Regions from separate parts of the Mus musculus genome. Here all the other regions are linked to region 1. A link is a contact called in public promoter capture Hi-C data. All regions are on one chromosome and are shown on one strand. Each heading gives the region's core, a stretch centred on a gene start, on an enhancer-like site or on the middle of the called end of the contact. The rest is flanking DNA. Distances are from core to core; before and after follow the strand shown.

Region 1 (3,102 bases), core at 451-2,950:
TACCCATATTCCCTTAGCCCAAGCAAGTCAGTGAAGTCCAGAACAGGGACTGTAATAAGGAACACTGGCTTTCAACAATTTGAACTATGTAGGTAAGGAGAAATAAAACACAAAAGACCAGTGTTGAGGACAAAATAGTGCAGGGCTCGGGGGGAGTGGTGTGGGCAGCAAGCTATAAGCATGTGGTTTTACAAGGATAGCACGATATGTGTGTGTGTGTGTGTGCGTGCGCGCGCGCGCGCGGGAGCGCAGCTTTTTAAAGCTACTCAGTTACAGGCGGTGCTCAGTCCTTCCTGTTTAGTCTGAATAGGTTTTCCAGATTGGGTAGAGGCTTGGGAACTGGATTTCTACTCCCAAAAGCTGCTTTGAGGAAACCAGTTAAAACAGTCCAGATAGGAGTAATCTTCGAAGACCATATAAGTCTGGCACATGTTTCTTTTTTTTTTTTTAAATGGTTTTTTAAAGGAGAAACAGATTTTTGATTTTTTTTTTTTTCAGTGAACAAAGCAAAACCTAGAGGTCCCCTTACGCGAAGGGTAGCTTGTTGTAAAAGGAAGAAATGCGGGCTGGTGAGATGGCTCAGTGGTTGAGAGCACCCGGAGTTCAAATCCCAGCAACCATATGGTGGCTCACAACCATCTGTAAGAAGATCTGATGCCCTCTTCTGTAGTGTCTGAAGACAGCTACAGTGTACTTACATATTATAAATAAATCTTTTTTTTTTTTTTTTTTAAAGGAAGACATGCTACTGCTTAGGAGCTCAGGATCCTGCTCTGCTTGCTGCCATTTAGGATTACTATTTCCTGGTGAACACTGTCACCAAATCTCCTTCCTGAGAGCTAAGCAGATCCTAGTAATTTGTTAGGACAGTTTGTTAATATTAGACCATGAGTAACGACAAACAGTTTTACTTACAGCCTTTTCTTTTTGGGAGTCCCCAATGCTATTTATACACAAGGTATCCTACACATCAAAAAGTGCGTTTTACCCTTCAAAGTTCAAGTCATGTCTTAATCCTACCAACGTACCAAGTCTGCGCATCTTTTGTCCCTCGTGCTTGTGTGTGTAGTGAACTAAAGGTCCATCACCATCCTGGTTTAGCTCCTAGGTTGTACCCATTATATCCTTTTGGTTTTCTAGTCATTAGAAAAATATATATTTACTTGAAATAAAGCCTAAAATTTGTTATTCAATGTGCTTTAGGTGAGTTAATAAAAATGGAAAGTTTTTGAATTGATGATATAATCTCTATATCAGAAGTCACCGTAGTCCAGGCTTCAGATGTAGTTCAGTGGTTAAGATCATTGGCAGTTCTCCAGAGGACCTTCCAGCACCTACAGGCAGCTCACAACCATCTGTAACTCCATTTCCAGGATGATGGGACTCCTGACCCTGAGGGTAGGTATTGCATTCGCAAAGTACACACACAGGCAGCTATTATTATTATAATCTTGGCAGCTAAACTCAGTCGGGGTGGGTGTGGACAGAGGTACCCTCAATATGCACAGCCTTCATGAAGTGCCTGCTGCGCCCTTTCCTGCACCCAGCTCTCTCAGGGAAAAAAACCGGGTTCAGTGTCAACTTCCTGTCCTGGAGAACCGGAAGAAAATGCATGTCTCCTTCGGCGCGTGCGCAGCCTGGCAGGATGCGTACCTAGCGTCGTCCTGGGCTCTACTTGAGCCTCTCATAAATCCTGTTTTGTGTGACGTCATCTGTTGCTTGAGGTTCCCAGACATTTTGGAGCTGCGGAGGGCGTGGAAGAGGAAAGGTGCAGCCCCGAACCCCCGCGGATCGGCCTAGTCCTTTGACAGCATCTGACACGAGTACGGATCCCAGGATCACTGTGATCCGTGATGCTATAGAAGAAAGCAAGACGGGGAGTGGTTCAAACTTCGTTGCTGACTGGGAACGGACCTTATAGAGGAGCCCATGTTACAATCAAAACCATCCGCCTTCCAACCGCAAGTTTTAACTTCTGTAAGTTTCAGGGCGGGAAGCCCGCGCAAATTATAGAGCCGGATCTATGGCGACCGAGCATCTGCCAGCAGAGAGAGCACAGTCACTTCTCTCTGCCCCCCGGCGCGAGGAAGAGCCGCAGAAACCCAACTATGCTCTCAGACTTACTCTTGCGGGGCACTCGGCGGCCATATCATCAGTTAAATTTAGTCCTAATGGCGAATGGCTAGCGAGTTCTGCAGCTGATGCACTAATTATAATTTGGGGAGCATACGATGGGAATTGTAAGAAAACACTCTATGGTCACAGTCTGGAAATATCAGATGTTGCCTGGTCTTCAGATTCTAGTCGTCTAGTTTCAGCCTCAGATGATAAGACTCTAAAGGTATGGGATATGAGATCTGGAAAATGTCTGAAAACACTGAAGGGGCACAGCGATTTCGTCTTCTGTTGTGACTTCAACCCACCATCCAACCTCATCGTTTCGGGCTCTTTTGATGAGAGTGTGAAAATATGGGAAGTAAAAACAGGAAAATGCCTCAAGACTTTGTCTGCACATTCGGACCCCATTTCTGCCGTAAATTTTAATTGTAATGGGTCCTTGATAGTGTCCGGGAGCTATGATGGGCTTTGTAGAATTTGGGATGCTGCGTCAGGCCAGTGTTTAAGGACACTTGCTGATGAAGGCAACCCTCCAGTGTCTTTTGTAAAATTTTCTCCAAATGGTAAATACATTCTCACTGCAACTTTGGACAATACTCTTAAACTGTGGGATTACAGCAGGGGCAGATGCCTGAAGACATACACTGGTCATAAGAATGAGAAATACTGCCTATTTGCCAGTTTCTCGGTTACTGGTAGAAAGTGGGTTGTGTCTGGTTCAGAGGACAACATGGTTTACATCTGGAATCTTCAGACTAAAGAGATTGTACAGAGGTTGCAAGGTCACACAGATGTGGTGATCTCAGCAGCCTGTCACCCTACAAAAAACATCATCGCATCAGCAGCACTAGAAAATGACAAGACAATTAAAGTGTGGTCGAGTGACTGCTGAAGTCTCTGGCAGGCGATGAGGAAAGCCAAGTTAGACACAAAATCCAAAGGATGGTCTCTCTGGATTCTGGCAAAGCTTAAACTGTCCTTGAG
Region 2 (3,102 bases), core at 200-2,699, 2.4 Mb after region 1:
TTTTGGCTTCACTGGTATCTGTGTGAGGGTGTTGGGCCCCCTGGAACTGGCTCTGTGAGCTGCCATGTGGGTGCTGGGAATTGAACCTGAGCCCCTCTGGAAGAACAGCCAGTGCTCTCAAACTGCTGAGCCATGTCTCCAGCCCCTTGTCTGTCTTCTATATGGTAAAAGTTCTATAGTGCCGGGCTGCAAATGCTATTCCCACCACAAATGAAATCCTTGCTAAAGCCCTGGCTTCCCGGTGTACACATTTTCTACTCTACTCAGGCCAGGGCTCCATGACACCCATTCCGTGTGGTGATTCAGTGTTCCACTGTCTGCCCCCTCCACGCACCCAGCCTCCCCATGAACAGGGGCAAACACTCTTAGGGGCAAAAAGACCTAGCTCACCCCTGCCCTCAGCCCAAGCTCTTCCCATCCACCTGTCTTTCTTCCTCTAACCGCCATTTTAGGTTTAGTTCAAGCCCAGGTACCTCCACCATCCATCTAGTCACACTGCTCAGGTCTAGGGCACAGGCCAGCAGAGACCTGGAGAAGCAGTTAAGGGTAAAGATCTGGCTTTTCCATGCTTGATCCTGATTACATGTGTGTGTGTGTGTGTGTGTGTGTGTGTGTGTGTGTTGTGTGTGTGTGGTGTTGTGTGTGTGTGTTTTATGTATAAATAACGGCTAGGAACTAGAGTTCTGTAGTCTCTTGTGTTAGCTCTGTGACCACTAACAATCCTCTCACGCTGGAGTTTCCCATCTGTTTCCCATCTGTGGGGGAGGAAGGCCTCGTTCTCCGAGGTCCTGTTTTGGCCCAGGTTTTCGAAGCCCTAGCTTTGTTAACCTCTGAGAACTAAGGACTAACGCCCCCACCTTCTCCTCCCAATGCTCCAGGTTCCCTTTTTGAGCTCTCCATGGAAGAGTGTGGGAACCTACGGAGGAAGTAGCCAGTATCTTTTCTCTTTGAAATTCCTTTTCACCTTGGCACATGCATCCATCCTGGCCCAGACCCACCCTTCAGAAGTCATTATTCCTTAACCCACTCTAAACGGGCACAGGTGACAAAGCCATCAAACTATACAATCAAAGCCGAAGTACACTTCGGGATTTCCCATTGGTTTCCTGGCCTGGGTAGAAAGAGGAATAGGGAGAGGGGATGAGGGGAGGGGAGGCCGCGATGCACTCAGGAAAGTCTTGGTGGCCACTTTGAGGACACTGGCCTAGCACCAGTCTGGAGGTGAGAGCGGGACCGAGCGGGTACTAAGGTCAGTAAGAGGAGAGTGGCTCGGGGACTCCTGGCTGTACCTGCTGAGGCGGAGCTGAGAGCGTGGGGCGGGATCGGGGTGGTCCAGAGCCGAGGGCAGGATTGCCCGAGCTGGAGGCGGGGTACCGGGCGCAGGAGTCCTGCTGTGGGCACCCAAGCCAAAAGCCGAACAGGGGCGGAGCCGCGGGCCGGGCGGGTCGCTGGCGCACAGCGGCTTCCGGCGGAGCTGCGTCCTCCCGCGTCCTCCGCACTGGACGGAAGGAGGAAGGGGCGGTGCTGGGGGCGCCCAAGCCTTGCGCATCAGCTCGGGAACCGCTCCGCGCTGCGTGTGGGCCGAGTGGAGTGGTGTCCGGCCAGCCTCGTGCTCGCCCTGCCAGGGTTCTGCCCTGCCAGGGTTCTGCCCCGCGGACCGTTGGACTCCCAGAGCCTGGTACCCACCGCCCAGAGCGGCTTGGGCTCACCGATTCTAACCCTAGTCCGTTCAGCCGTGGTTCTGCGTGCTCTCCACAGAAGGGTTTCAAACGGGAGCTTAGAGGGGAACTCTTAAGGTTCTTTCCCCTAAATTATGACTCTGGATTTGTTAAAACCCTAAGGTGGCAATGGCGGCGTTGAGCCCAGATGTCAGGTTCCGAGAATAAACGTGTGCCAGTGAACACTCCCCCGTACCCTCGACCCAGCTCGGTACAGCCTCGTCTCCGGAAAGGCACAAATCGGGCCTTGTGCTTAAATGGAGTATCTGCTTCTATACAGTGACCCTGACGCACATCAAAGATCCTGCTTTGACTCCTTAGACTTAAGATCAGAACATGTCTGCTCAAAAATTTCAGACCTACTCCCAAGAACTCACATCCCCTCTTCTATGTCTTCAAAACAGAAAAAAAGGAAAGACTTATCTGGGAAGGAAACTTGAACTGAACATTTAACATCTATTAATTTTGGCGTTGGTGACTCTATTCTTGTGTAAATAAATCTATTAATCACAATAATAAAGGAGGTGTTCACGTGGAGTTTAGGGACTTTTATTAAGCAAAAATAAATTGATAAGTCATAGGAAAGTTAATATATTTAATAAATGTGTGTGTGTTGCTTGGAAGGGTAAGCATCAAATTGCAAATAATTAGAAGAGGAACAAGAAGCTTTCCGAGTAAAGAGAGGAATGAAGGAAAATTAAATTTTGATTTATTTTTTGAGACTAGGCTGGTCTCAAACTCGTGATCCTCCTGCCTCTACCTTTAGAATGCTAGAATTTCAGTCTTACAACACCACACCTAGTTTATATCTTTTAGAATATTTTTTCTATATTATATCTAAAGATATTTTAGAGAAAAATAGAAACTAGATGTTACCCCTGATACATATATCAGTCTTTATGGTATGCATATGATTTTAAAACAATGGGGTCATTTTTTAAATAGAATTTTATATCCTTTCTTAAAAACTGGCTTTATCAACTACTAATGTGACTCCAAATGTCCACAAACATTAACACTTCCACAATAAGCCAACTTCTAGTTTGATACAATAAAAAGGGTGAGGCCCTGGGGTCCAGCTGCTCTCTCACCAGATCGCGGTTAAAACTGTTTTAAAAGAGAAAAGATTCACTGAGGATCAGAAAACAGAACAGTCCAAGACAGCTTTGACACTGCATAGACCCAAATGTGTTGAGTGCGGATGACACTGTAACACTATGAGTGTTCTGACTGATAAAGCTTAGGGACCGTGCACTAGCACCCCTGCACACTGACAGGAAGTAGTTCATATGCAGGGTGGGTTGGACTCTCTAACAGAGACTAACAGTGGAACAGCAGCAAGGGCCAAAGGAGAACAGAGCACAGGATAGACCAGAAAACTCCT
Region 3 (3,102 bases), core at 166-2,665, 2.3 Mb after region 1:
TTCTGAACCTCCGTTTGTTATGAAGATTAAATGCCTCTCACGCTCAACTCTATACAGGGAAGCTGTGATGCTGAAGATTATATTGATCCTAGTTGAATTTAAGAAATGCCAGGAAAAGGCATTTTTAATTCTGTTAATTGGTATAATGACAAATATCTGATTGCACAATTAATAAAACCAGTTTAGGAGCTGAGGGTATGTAACCCAGTTTGTAGACTATTTGCCTAACATGCAGGAAGTCCTTATATACCAGGAAAGGATGGCACACACTTGTAATTCCAACATTTAATAATCAGTTCAGGGTCATCCACAGATCATTCAAGGCCAGCTTAGGCTAGAGACTTTGTCTATAAATATTTATATTAAAATTAAAACCACTTTTTTGGGTGTGTGTGAAGAAATGGCTCACTGGTTAAGAGTATTGGCTGCTCTTCTGGAGATTCTGAGTTCAATTCCCAGCAATTACATGGTGGCTCATGACTATCTGTGATGAGATCTGATGCCCTCTTCTGGTGTGTCTGAAGACAGCTACAGTGTACTCAGATACATACAATAAATAACTACAAACCACTTTTTTCCTGACCTACAGCTAGTTTAAGGAAGCCACTCAATGCTGTACATCTTAGTGAACTTGAATACAATTAGAATGGTTGATTTGAAGCAATGGAGCTCTACTGAGGGGGTTACACTTTCAGTATCAGTTACCATGTCATTTACTTATCCAAAACACACACACACACACACACACACACACACACACACACACAGAGAGAGAGAGAGAGAGAGAGAGAGAGAGAGAGAGAGAGAAACAGAGACAGAGAGACAGAGACAGCCCATCACAGTTGTTGAAAGTAGAAAAAAATCTTATCTTCTTTCATGACTACTGTGTCATGATATATTATCTGAAAATTTAGCATATATGCCGGAGAGAAATAGGAGGTAGGGGGCCTTTGTATCTGTATCTGCAGAATGTCTACAAAGCAGGAAGGAAGAAAGACCATAAAATATCCCAGGGTGGAACCCGGATCTGCTACTGCTTGTCCAGTACCAAAAGGTCAGCCCTGAAAATACGAATACAGTTAGCATTATACTGGACTGAATGGGTCATATAGGAATATATGTATGCATGTATACATATAAGCATGCAATAACAATTAGGGAGGAAAAGGCCATGAATTTGAAGGATAGTGGGGAATGGGTATGTATATGTAAGGATTTGTAGAAAGGAAAGGGAAAGGGAAAATGATGTAATTAAATTACAATCTCAAAAACAAAACAAAAACAAAAACCATTCTGGGTGACCTTTTAACCTTTGCGCCAGCGCTGACGCCACGCCCTTGGAGCGAGGCCTTGTACCACTTCTTTTGCGCACGCGCTTCTTAGACTTACTTCCGTCCGGAGAGGCGGGACTTCCTGTCCCCCTTCGATTGACTGCGGAAGTGGAGACAGACGGCTCAGGGTAGTCGGAGTTTGGGAGCTTTGCGCGTGTGCGCTCATAGTTGCTTTCGCCTGGAAAGATGCCGGGACTGGCGGCCGCTAGCCCTGCCCCGCCCGAGGCTCAGGAGAAGAAGCCACTGAAGCCCTGCTGTGCCTGCCCGGAAACCAAGAAGGCGCGTGATGCGTGGTCAGTGCGTAGCCCGGGAGGGAAGCCCGGGCTTTAGCAGCTCGGCTCCACTCTGCTCTCTGGGACTCTGGAGATGCAGGGACCCATAGTTCCGCTGTCCTCTCTGCTCCCTGATCCCGCACCCCAGTCTCAGTTAGGGGTCAACGGAGAGGGCAAGAGGTTACATTGATCCCAAGGTTCTCGTCCTTCATTCCTTACTACGATTGCATTTTAGTCTTCTTAGGGATAAGACCCAGATAAATAGAAGTGCGTAAAGATGCTTCTTGATTTAAAGGCATTTAAAATATGTGGAGATTTGTTACCAGCCAATACTATACCACCAGCTGTGATAGATTTACTAAGACCTAGGTGTAAATTTTTCAGGTAATCTTTAGTAATTTTTTTTTTTTTTGGTCGAAACGTGTGAATAGTAGAACACAGGATACATTTCTGAAGGGATACCCTTTCCAAGAAGTTAAAAGTCAACCTGTCTGGAGCTGGAGAGATGGCTAAGTGGATAAAAGCCCTGGTTGACCTTCCAGAGGGCCTAGTTTCGATTCCCAGCACCCACACGACTGTTAACAATCTTGTGTAATTCCAACCCCAGAATAATCTGACACCCCCTTCTAGCTATTGCGGGCACTGCACACACATGGTGTGCAGGCAAAACACCTATACACATAAAAACAAATTGTAAAACTTGTCTACAGGACAGAGGTGATATTAATGTTCATCGACTTTATCATCAAGTCACAAAAGGTTTTGTTTGGTCTCCTCCCTTTTATGTAGCCTGGGTTCTGGGGCAGATACTGAAGTCCTCAGTGTGGCTATGCATCTCCATCTTCTCCCATCAAAGCAGAAAAATACTCGGAGAAACAAATATGGATTCTCATGGTGTGATTTCATTACCGGAGAGACTGAAACAGTTTTAAGTCTAGCCTGAACATCCGAGTGAGACCATGTCTCAAAATAAAAATAGAAAAATACACAAAACAAAGTATTCCTTGGTATTGTAAGGTAATAAGAGTGTAACCAGTTATTATTATCACTACCTATAAATGGAGAATTTAAAGATCGATCTGATACCAAGGTTCTTGAAATACCAAGGTAACCTGCTTAAGGAGACTTTGGTGTGGCTCAAGACTCAGAGCTTAGAAATACAGTCAGGCTTTGAATCTTCTCCCTCCAAGTTGGTGACCTTATGCAAGGTACTTAACAAGTCTGCTTCACACGTGTGTTGAACGAGTCCCGCATTTCTGTAAGGTTTAGCAGTGGGTGTCGGTGGTAAGGGGAAGCTAGCTGTTATACGGAACTCACTGTCACACCCAGTCTTCTCATCTGCTGGTAAGGATGGTAATAGGAGAACCTCTTATTCTTTTTGAGACAGGGTTTTGCCATGTAGCCCAAGCTGGCCTCCTCCTGAGGAGTCTCCTGTCTTAGCTTCCCGAGCATGATTACAGGGGTGTTTCAGTACATTTGGGCTCTTGTGACTACTCTTA

Evidence for each region. Promoter capture Hi-C pulls out the DNA fragments that hold promoters and counts their contacts.
Region 2: a promoter capture Hi-C map of liver shows a contact between it and region 1, with 2.1 times the contacts expected there. The contact joins the promoter of Adprh here to the promoter of Wdr5b in region 1. A contact is called at or near these places in 2 of 39 promoter capture datasets (liver and pre-B cells) and 1 of 115 datasets of contacts at active chromatin or transcription factors (astrocytes).
Region 3: a contact with region 1 is called in a promoter capture Hi-C map of pre-B cells, with 4 times the contacts expected there. The contact joins the promoter of Cox17 here to the promoter of Wdr5b in region 1. A contact is called at or near these places in 4 of 39 promoter capture datasets (the 3T3-L1 cell line, liver and pre-B cells), 1 of 484 Hi-C or Micro-C datasets (B cells) and 2 of 9 other capture datasets (adipose tissue and liver).

The regions. Positions count from the first base shown.
Region 1 is chr16:36,039,490-36,042,591 of GRCm38.p6, forward strand. It overlaps Wdr5b (WD repeat domain 5B), which reads left to right and starts at 1,701. Exons shown (of 1, transcript NM_027113.2): 1 at 1,701-3,102. The coding sequence starts at 2,024. The coding sequence ends at 3,010.
Region 2 is chr16:38,451,240-38,454,341 of GRCm38.p6, forward strand. It overlaps Adprh (ADP-ribosylarginine hydrolase), which reads right to left and starts at 1,450. Exons shown (of 4, transcript NM_007414.3): 1 at 1,290-1,450.
Region 3 is chr16:38,345,584-38,348,685 of GRCm38.p6, forward strand. It overlaps Cox17 (cytochrome c oxidase assembly protein 17, copper chaperone), which reads left to right and starts at 1,416. Exons shown (of 3, transcript NM_001017429.2): 1 at 1,416-1,624. The coding sequence starts at 1,518.